2 separate regions of the Sus scrofa genome follow, and region 2 is linked to region 1. Evidence: chromatin contacts called from public Hi-C data. All regions are on one chromosome and are shown on one strand. The core of a region is the stretch at or near the end of the contact, and the rest is flanking DNA. Distances in the headings are between cores, read along the strand shown. Region 1 holds the start of PRKACA (cAMP-dependent protein kinase catalytic subunit alpha). Region 2 has its middle 8.6 kb from the start of MIR23A.

What was found. Hi-C and Micro-C count contacts between places; a contact is called where the count stands out from the background.
Region 2: a contact with region 1 is called in a Hi-C map of heart right ventricle, with 1.9 times the contacts expected there. The contact joins the enhancer-like site here to the promoter of PRKACA in region 1. A contact is called at or near these places in 2 of 47 Hi-C or Micro-C datasets (embryonic fibroblasts and heart right ventricle) and 1 of 2 datasets of contacts at active chromatin or transcription factors (alveolar macrophages).

Annotation. Positions count from the first base shown.
Region 1 is chr2:65,073,282-65,076,940 of Sscrofa11.1, forward strand. It overlaps PRKACA (cAMP-dependent protein kinase catalytic subunit alpha), which reads left to right and starts at 1,595. Exons shown (of 10, transcript XM_003123353.4): 1 at 1,595-1,856. The coding sequence starts at 1,811.
Region 2 is chr2:65,297,649-65,301,307 of Sscrofa11.1, forward strand. No RefSeq gene overlaps it. Among named protein-coding and RNA genes, the nearest start is that of MIR23A, 8.6 kb to the right of the region's middle. Within about 2 kb of position 1,838, at least 66 of the 83 cell types and tissues checked have an H3K27ac peak or open chromatin away from gene starts, as enhancers often do. A contact at or near this core is called in alveolar macrophages and embryonic fibroblasts, where this site is marked.

The DNA of each region.
Region 1 (3,659 bases), core at 345-2,844:
CTTTTTATTCGATTTTACTTAGCCTTTCTTTGTAACTCCACAGCCCCAGGTGGAGTGGTTTGGCTGATGAGCCGTTTCCTCATAATTCACAAAAAAAACCAGCATCTTCCCTTCCTGAGACTGGTAGACTTAGGAACATGGGTCCAGACTGCTGCTAGATGGGGTGCAGGTTGTACAAATCCAGAAGCAGAGGAGCAAATTGACTTGTAGACCTTAGACCAGCTGGCCCCTCCAAGCCAAGGAGAGCTGGCTCATCCAATCTCCTGCCCCTTGTGTCACCCCGTTTGGGCCTTCCTCTACATCAGTGGTTCTCAACTGGGGGCAGTTTTGCCCCCCAGGACACACTGAACAGTGTCTAGAGGTGGCTTTTGTTGTCACAGCTGGTGGAGGAGAGGAAGGTTCTACTGACATCCAGGTGGCAGACTGGGGATGCTGCTAAACACCCTACAGGACCACTCCTCACTCCCACGCCAGCATAGACTGGTCCGGCCCTGAATGTCAGAAATGTGGCAGTGGGAAACTGTCCTCAGTATATTAAAAGGGCACCCTAAGGAAGGGGCAATTTTGCTACTCTGCTCCAGGAGGGGCCGTTCCTTTTGCATTGCCTAGACAGAGGGAATCCCCATCTTGGCTGTGCCCCATTCCTCATCTGTAAAATGGGAGTGATGATCATAGTGCCTACGTGATAGGAGTGTGGTACGAAATAACGTATTTAATGAGCGCTAGCTCACCACTGCCATGAGCCCAAGTTGGGGACCCAGTAAAAAAGGATGGCTAGTGAGCGCCCCCTCCCAACATCCCCTTGCTCCTGCAGCCCAGCATCCTCCAGAAGCTCAGGCTGTGGCTGAGAGAGACCCAAGAGGACCGCAGCCTGGCCCCGGGGCCTGCAGCTATCCTGCGCCAGGCCTTATGAATGACGACGGCCGGCGGCCGGGCGACCTATGACCCGCGGCGCCTGCTGCTCTCCTCCCCCGCTGGCAGGTGGACAGCGGCTGCGCCGGGGTTGCGGGGTGGGGTGGGGGGGGCGCGGCGCCAACCTCGGCTGGCCGGCAGCCGCTGCCGCACTGAGCGGGGGCGGGGGACTGCGGCGAATACGGGGCTGGGCGAGCGCCCGCCTGGACCGCCGCCTGGGGCTCCGAGCGCTGCGCGGCCGCCCGCCAGCCTCGGCCGCCCCGCCCGGCGGGTCCAGGCAACAGGATGAGCCTCCGCGCCCCCCCACCCGGTGGGTCGAGGCTCAGCCTGCCGCCCCGCCCGTCAGGTCCGGGCGGCGGGCTGAGCCTCCGCCCCGCCCTCTCACCTCGGGATTGACACTGAACGTTCGGCCGAGGGTTTGCCGGACAGCCAGCCTTGGCCAATTGACTGCCTCGCTGGGCGGGCCCCAGAGCCTGTCGGGAGGCTGGACCAATCAGACGCGTCGGCCCGCCCGGCTGAGGCCTCAGAAGCGCGCGAGTGGCCGGGCGTTCTAGGGGCGTGTCAGGGGCCGGGATCCTATGGCAGCACGGGAGGTTTGCGGAGGACCAATGGACTGCGGCGTAGCGCCGTCAGTCAGGGAGGCCTAGACCAATGAGCGGCAGGCTGCGGGGGCGTCACGGACAGCAGCAGCAGCGGACTTGGGCTGAGGTTCCCGGGCGGGCGGGCGCGGAGAGACGCGGGAAGCAGGGGCTGGGCGGGGGTCGCGGCGCCGCAGCCAGCGCAGCCAACCCCAGGGGCCGCCGCCGCCGCCGCCGCCCAGCGCGCTCCGGGGCCGCGGGCCGCCTCCAGCACCCGCCGCGCCGCAGCTCCGGGACCGGCCCCGGCCGCCGCCGCCGCGATGGGCAACGCCGCCGCCGCCAAGAAGGGCAGCGAGCAGGAGAGCGGTGAGTGCCCGGGCCGTGACCCCGATCGCGGCCCCGCGCTGCCAGCCCCCTCCCTGTCCATCACCGCTTGGCCCCTCCCCTTATCCCCCCCATTTCTCTCTGTTTACCCTACAGCGAACCCTTCCCCCTGTCTGTCCAAGGTTGGGGCCCAAGGCCCGCAGAAGACCCCGTAGGAGCCCCCTTGCCAAAGACCGTCCCCCTGTGCAAAGACCGTGCTCCCCCCCAGCTGTCACTGCCAACCATGGCACGTATAACCGCTGAGGCCCCACATGGGGCCCTGTCACTACCCCACTCTCTTCTTTCCTGGTACCTCTGCACAGATTCTAAATCTCCCCCCACTTCTTCACTCACCTCTTCCACACTCACCTCTTCTGCCAGTCTGGGAGTGCTGTGGGGTCTGCCTCCACCCTGCAGGGACCTTGGCCACTTGGTGACCACACCCCTCCCCCCTCCAGCCCCCGCCATCTTTCTCCTGCCCTTCCCCTCTTCACCTTATCACAGCCCCCTCCAACCCCACTTTGCCTTCCTTGAGCATTTCTCAGGGCCACCTCCAGAATTGTTTTTCCCTTCTGTGTCACTTGACATGGGGGACAGGATCTTTCTGGGTCTCTCTGCCCCTCTCTCATCCTGATACTCTCTGTCACTCTGCTCCTCTGCTTGTGCTCCCTCCTCCAAGCAAGCGTCTGTCCCTGGCTGGGGTAGCAGACTGTTTATGAACCTAGAGAACTGCTTCAGTGCTTCCAAAGCCAAGTTTGAGCTGATCTTGCTGGAAAATTCATTGCGTCGTTTTTCCTGGGTTGGGGGGTGGAGGTGTCAGCAGAGAGCCCCTTCCCATCTCTGGAAGGCTCTAGGCTCCTCAGAGGGCCCCTCAATAAATGGTTGTTTCACAACTGAGGCTTCGTCATTCACCCAGTCCCCCAGGCTTCTTGACCCGCTCCGGGCTTGGGATGAAGAGTGTCTGGCTTTAACAAGCCTCCTTCAGCTTGAGCTGGAATGGTGAGAAAGAGGACTCAAGGGATGGCAATTGGGAGGAGTAGTGGGTGACATCTAATGCCTCTCTGCCAAGGGACAAATAGATTCTGATCATTCCCAGGGTTCAACCAGAGAAGAGCCTATTTCTCCCTCAGCCCCCAAATAGTGGCCTTTTCCAGCCAGCCAGGGAAAGAGATTTTGGTATCTGGAAATGCCTTCAGAAATGGCCTTGAGCCCCTTCCTCAGTTCCTCCAGCTCTTAAATTGTCATCACTCCAGGCATAAAGCTGGACCTCAGCTAGGATCCCCTTCCAGTTACCCAGAAATAGTCAGAGCTTAAAAGGGAGGCCACATCCACATAGGTCCTTCCCATTTACTGGTCTCAACCCGCAGCGTCCGAGTTCCCCGAAGGCTCCCTCCCAGAAAGACCCAGGCATGAAAGCCAGGGAACTTGCTTCCCATCCGGATTCAAATGGCCAAATTTTAGAGTCACTGAGCAACCATGGAGAGGCCTGACAAGTCACCGAGGGGCGGGGAACGGGGAGGCAAGTGCCTGTAGCTGAGCGCTTGATGACAGAGGAGCAGGTGGGTAGTGACCAAAAAAGGTCTGGGCCTGTGCTTGGAGGGGACTAAGCAGAGGGGGAGGAGCCAGGCCCCCAGCAGGTGAGGCTGGCTGGGAGGTGGAAGGTGGAGGCAGGCAGCTGTGTATTTCAGAGGCTCAGTTGAAAGTTGGGGAGATGACATAGTCCTGAAAACTCTCAAGGCATATCAGACACATACAGTGGGGCCGGGGGTGGGGGTAGGGGTGGGGGGAAAGCCGCACAGGGAAAAG
Region 2 (3,659 bases), core at 588-3,087, 220 kb after region 1:
GGCCGGAAGCTAGGCGATCAGGGAGACCAGACTGTTGGAGTGTTTTCAGGCTAGAAATGATGGTGGTTCAGAAATACAGTTAGTTGCCAGATTTAGCAAATAAAAATACAGGAGACCCAGTTAAATTTGATTTTCAGATCTAGAGCAAGTTAAAAAAATTTTCTTTTCCTTTAGTAAAATTATGTCCCAAATATTGCTTGGGACATACTGATACTAAATGATTCATTGTTTATCTGAAAATCAAATTTAACTGAGTGTTCTGTATTTTTTTTTTTTTCTTGCTTTTTAGGGCCGCACCCGCTGTATATGGAGGTTCCCAGGCTAGGAGTCTAATTGGAGCTACAGCTGCCAGCCACAGCCACAGCAACACAGGATCCGAGCTGTGTCTGTGACTCACACCACAGCTCACCACAACGCACGTGGGATCCACGGAGCTGAGTGAGGCCAAGGATCAAACCTTCAACCTCATGGTTCCTAGTCCTATTCATTTCAGCTGGCCATGAGGGCTACTCGGAATGTTCTGTATTTTTAACTGGCAGTACTTGAGGGTCTCCAGGATGTGTGTGTGGGGGGGGGGCTTGGGATGGGAAAATGATAATAGATAAAATGATGGAGCAAACATACTTTGAAGTGGCTACTACTATTATCTCTATTCTACAGATAGGTAAACTGAGACCCAGAGAGGGTTTTTTTGGTTTTGCTTTGTTTTGGTGTCTTGTTTATAGTTAGTGAGTGACAAACCCCCATTGGAACCTAGGCATGTTGGTTACAGTTCACTAGACATTAGAGCTGGCACCCCACTCCCTCCACGGCGGAACTTGGACGCCAGGGTTCCCTTGGTTTCTGGTGGCCCAGGTAAAGCCCTTCCTAATGCAGTAGATTCCCCAGCATCCCCCCTTGCAGCCTGGGATCTGTACCACCCCACTTGCGCCCCTCCTCCCAGGACACCGAGGCAGTGGGCGGGACGGGAGTCTGCCTGGGGGGGGGGCGGCGGCGGGAGGGGGTGCTCCTCTCCCAGGAGGCGGCTCGACCTCTCCCTCCTCCAAGCCGGGAGGATCCGCCGTCTGCTCCCGCCGGCAGGGGGAGGGGGAGGGTTATTTTTACCTCCCTCCAGGCAGCCGGGGCGACAGGAAGTGAGTGCGCGGCCCGCCAGATGTGGGGAGCCAGGCAGCTGGGAGCAGCCACAGCTGGACTGGCGGCCGGCCGGGGGCGGGGCGGGGGAGGCAGGGTGTGCAGAAGGAGGATCCCAGGCCTCAGGTCCCCCCTTTGTTCTCCGCCAACCCAGCCTCCCTTCTGAGGTCCCCCTCACCCCCATGGCTCCCCCAATCTCGGCGGTGGCCTCGCTGTCCCCCATCTGCGCACCAGGTCCCCTGTTGCTCACGAGCTCTCGGGGCCGGGCGTGGAGGGGACCAAGTTCCTCGCCCTGGGGACCCCCGGGTCCCAGCAGACTGAGGGGTGGGAGGGGGAGACTGCCCCTCGCCGGCCCCGCCTGCCACCGCCATTGTTTACCCGTCGGCTGCCTCCTAGGAAACTTAACCCGCCCGCGGTAATTTTATTTGGGAACTTCGGCCAGTTGCCATAGCAACCCCCAGTGACGTCAGAGGGGCTGGGGCCCGAAATCCCCGAGAAAAGGGGGAGATGGGATTGGGGGGAGACCCCCAGGAGGGCCCCTCCTTAACCCTGCGCCTGCCGGGTCCCGATCAGAGGGGAGAGGGCAGCCAGATGTGACACCTCTTGGGCGCCCCCATTCTGGCCCAGTGCCAAGTGAGGGTGGCCGGCCAGGCTCTGATGTCATCCGGTTCTGGGTGGGTGGTGAGTCAGTCCCCAGGTGGGGGCTGGGCCAGGCCTGGGGGCTATTCCTATCTGACTCACCCCACCAGTGCCCAGGAGCAACACCTGGACAGACCCTGCCCTGGGGATTTCAGGCACCTGACTGGGGGTCCCCACTGATCCCCTAGAACCTCTAGGTCCTTCTGAACGGTAGGTGGGTAGGCAAGGGCTTTCCTGGTGCTCCCAGCCCCAGTTTGGGGCAGTGAAATGAAAGAGTTAGTGGCAGTGAACTGGGGCTACCGCATAATGTCCTTTGCGGGATGTGGGGAGTGGCTGGTGCCCTCCCGAGGAGGCAGGTGGTGGGATCTCTGCTCAGTCCATAACACAGCATGTCACCAGGGTGATGGGAGGCAGGGGCCCTGACTGGCAAGGAAGAGCACAGCGCCAGCCGGGGGCTGGGCTGGGAGGAGCCACCCTAACCACAGTGACGTGGGACTTCCTCGGCAGGGCCTGTTTGATGTCTCTGTGTGCAGTGTTGCCATGGGGCCCGGCGGGCGCCCGGCCTATGAGCCCTGGTGACCTACAGGGCAACTGGGTCTGTCAGGGTCCCTTAACCTAGCTTCCCCACCCCAGGTCTGTGTGGTGATAAACCTGCTGTACCCACATGTACATGCTTATCCAGCCTCTACTCGGCCTCAGGCCCTGGGCCAGGACATTGCACATCTCATCTCAGAATCTCGTAATAGCTACACAAGGCACATTTTCAGGTCCATTTTACAGAGAAAGAAACCGAAGCTCAGAGGGGTGTGACCATTTAGCCAAAGACATCCAGCAAGAAGTTGGGGAGCAAAAATTTGAAACTCGGTTCTTCCATGCTGCTCCTTCCCCCCTCCATCGTATTGGTCTCCTTGATGCTTCTCAGATATTCCAGAAATGTCCTGCCTCAGGGCCTTTGCACTGGCCGTTCCCTCTCCACCTGGAACTCCTTCCTCCAGAAGAAGATGTGGCTTGGTTTCTCCTTCATCTCCTATAAGTCTATGTTCAAATGTCACCCCTTCCTCAGGGTAGCCTTTCTTGACCTGGCCCCTACCCCATTACCCCTCATCTCCTTGGCCTCTTTCTATTCTATTCCCACAACACGTACCACTCAACAAGCTCTATAGGCTATATATCTTTATAGCTGTTTACTGTGTGTATTTCCCCCATTGATGTGGGCCCCATGAGGGCTTTTTTTTTTCTGGCTTGTTCTCTGCTGCATCTCCAGTGTCCAGAACAGCACCTGGCACACAGCAGGCACTCGATGAACATTTGAAGAATGAACAAATGGGTGTGTGTGTGTGTGTGTGTGTGTGTGTGTGTGTATGGCCTGTGCCACTTGACCGCTTGGCCTGGCTTCACCCTGGCCCTGTCTTCTCACCCCTCCCCGCCATTACAAAGAATCAGTTGGCCAGTTTGGAGAGCTCTGATCCCTCTTGGCTGCTGTCCCTGGGTATATTGGCCAGCTCAGGACCAGGGTGTGTGGGGGCAAATTTTGGGGATCCAGATGGAGGGCCAAGAGCACCAGGAGGACCCTCCAGGCTTGGGCTGAGGAATGCTAAGTGAACTGAGGTGGTCCAAGCTACATGCAGGGAAATAGCAGAATGGCTTACAGGGGTGGGCTCAGGGCGCGAGGCACAGGTATCCCTGGAGGTCAGCTTGGAGGAGGCACTTTCCTCTAAACATATGCCTGATTGGACTAATAACAAGAGGAGGGTGATTCCAGATAGGAGACTTTGTCCTGGGATATGAAGGGGGTTTTCTAGAGGGGTGATGCGGAAGGGGTGTCCCATTGTAATTTGGTCACTTTATACTTCTGGAATGATGTGTGTGTGTGTCGACATAGGAAGACC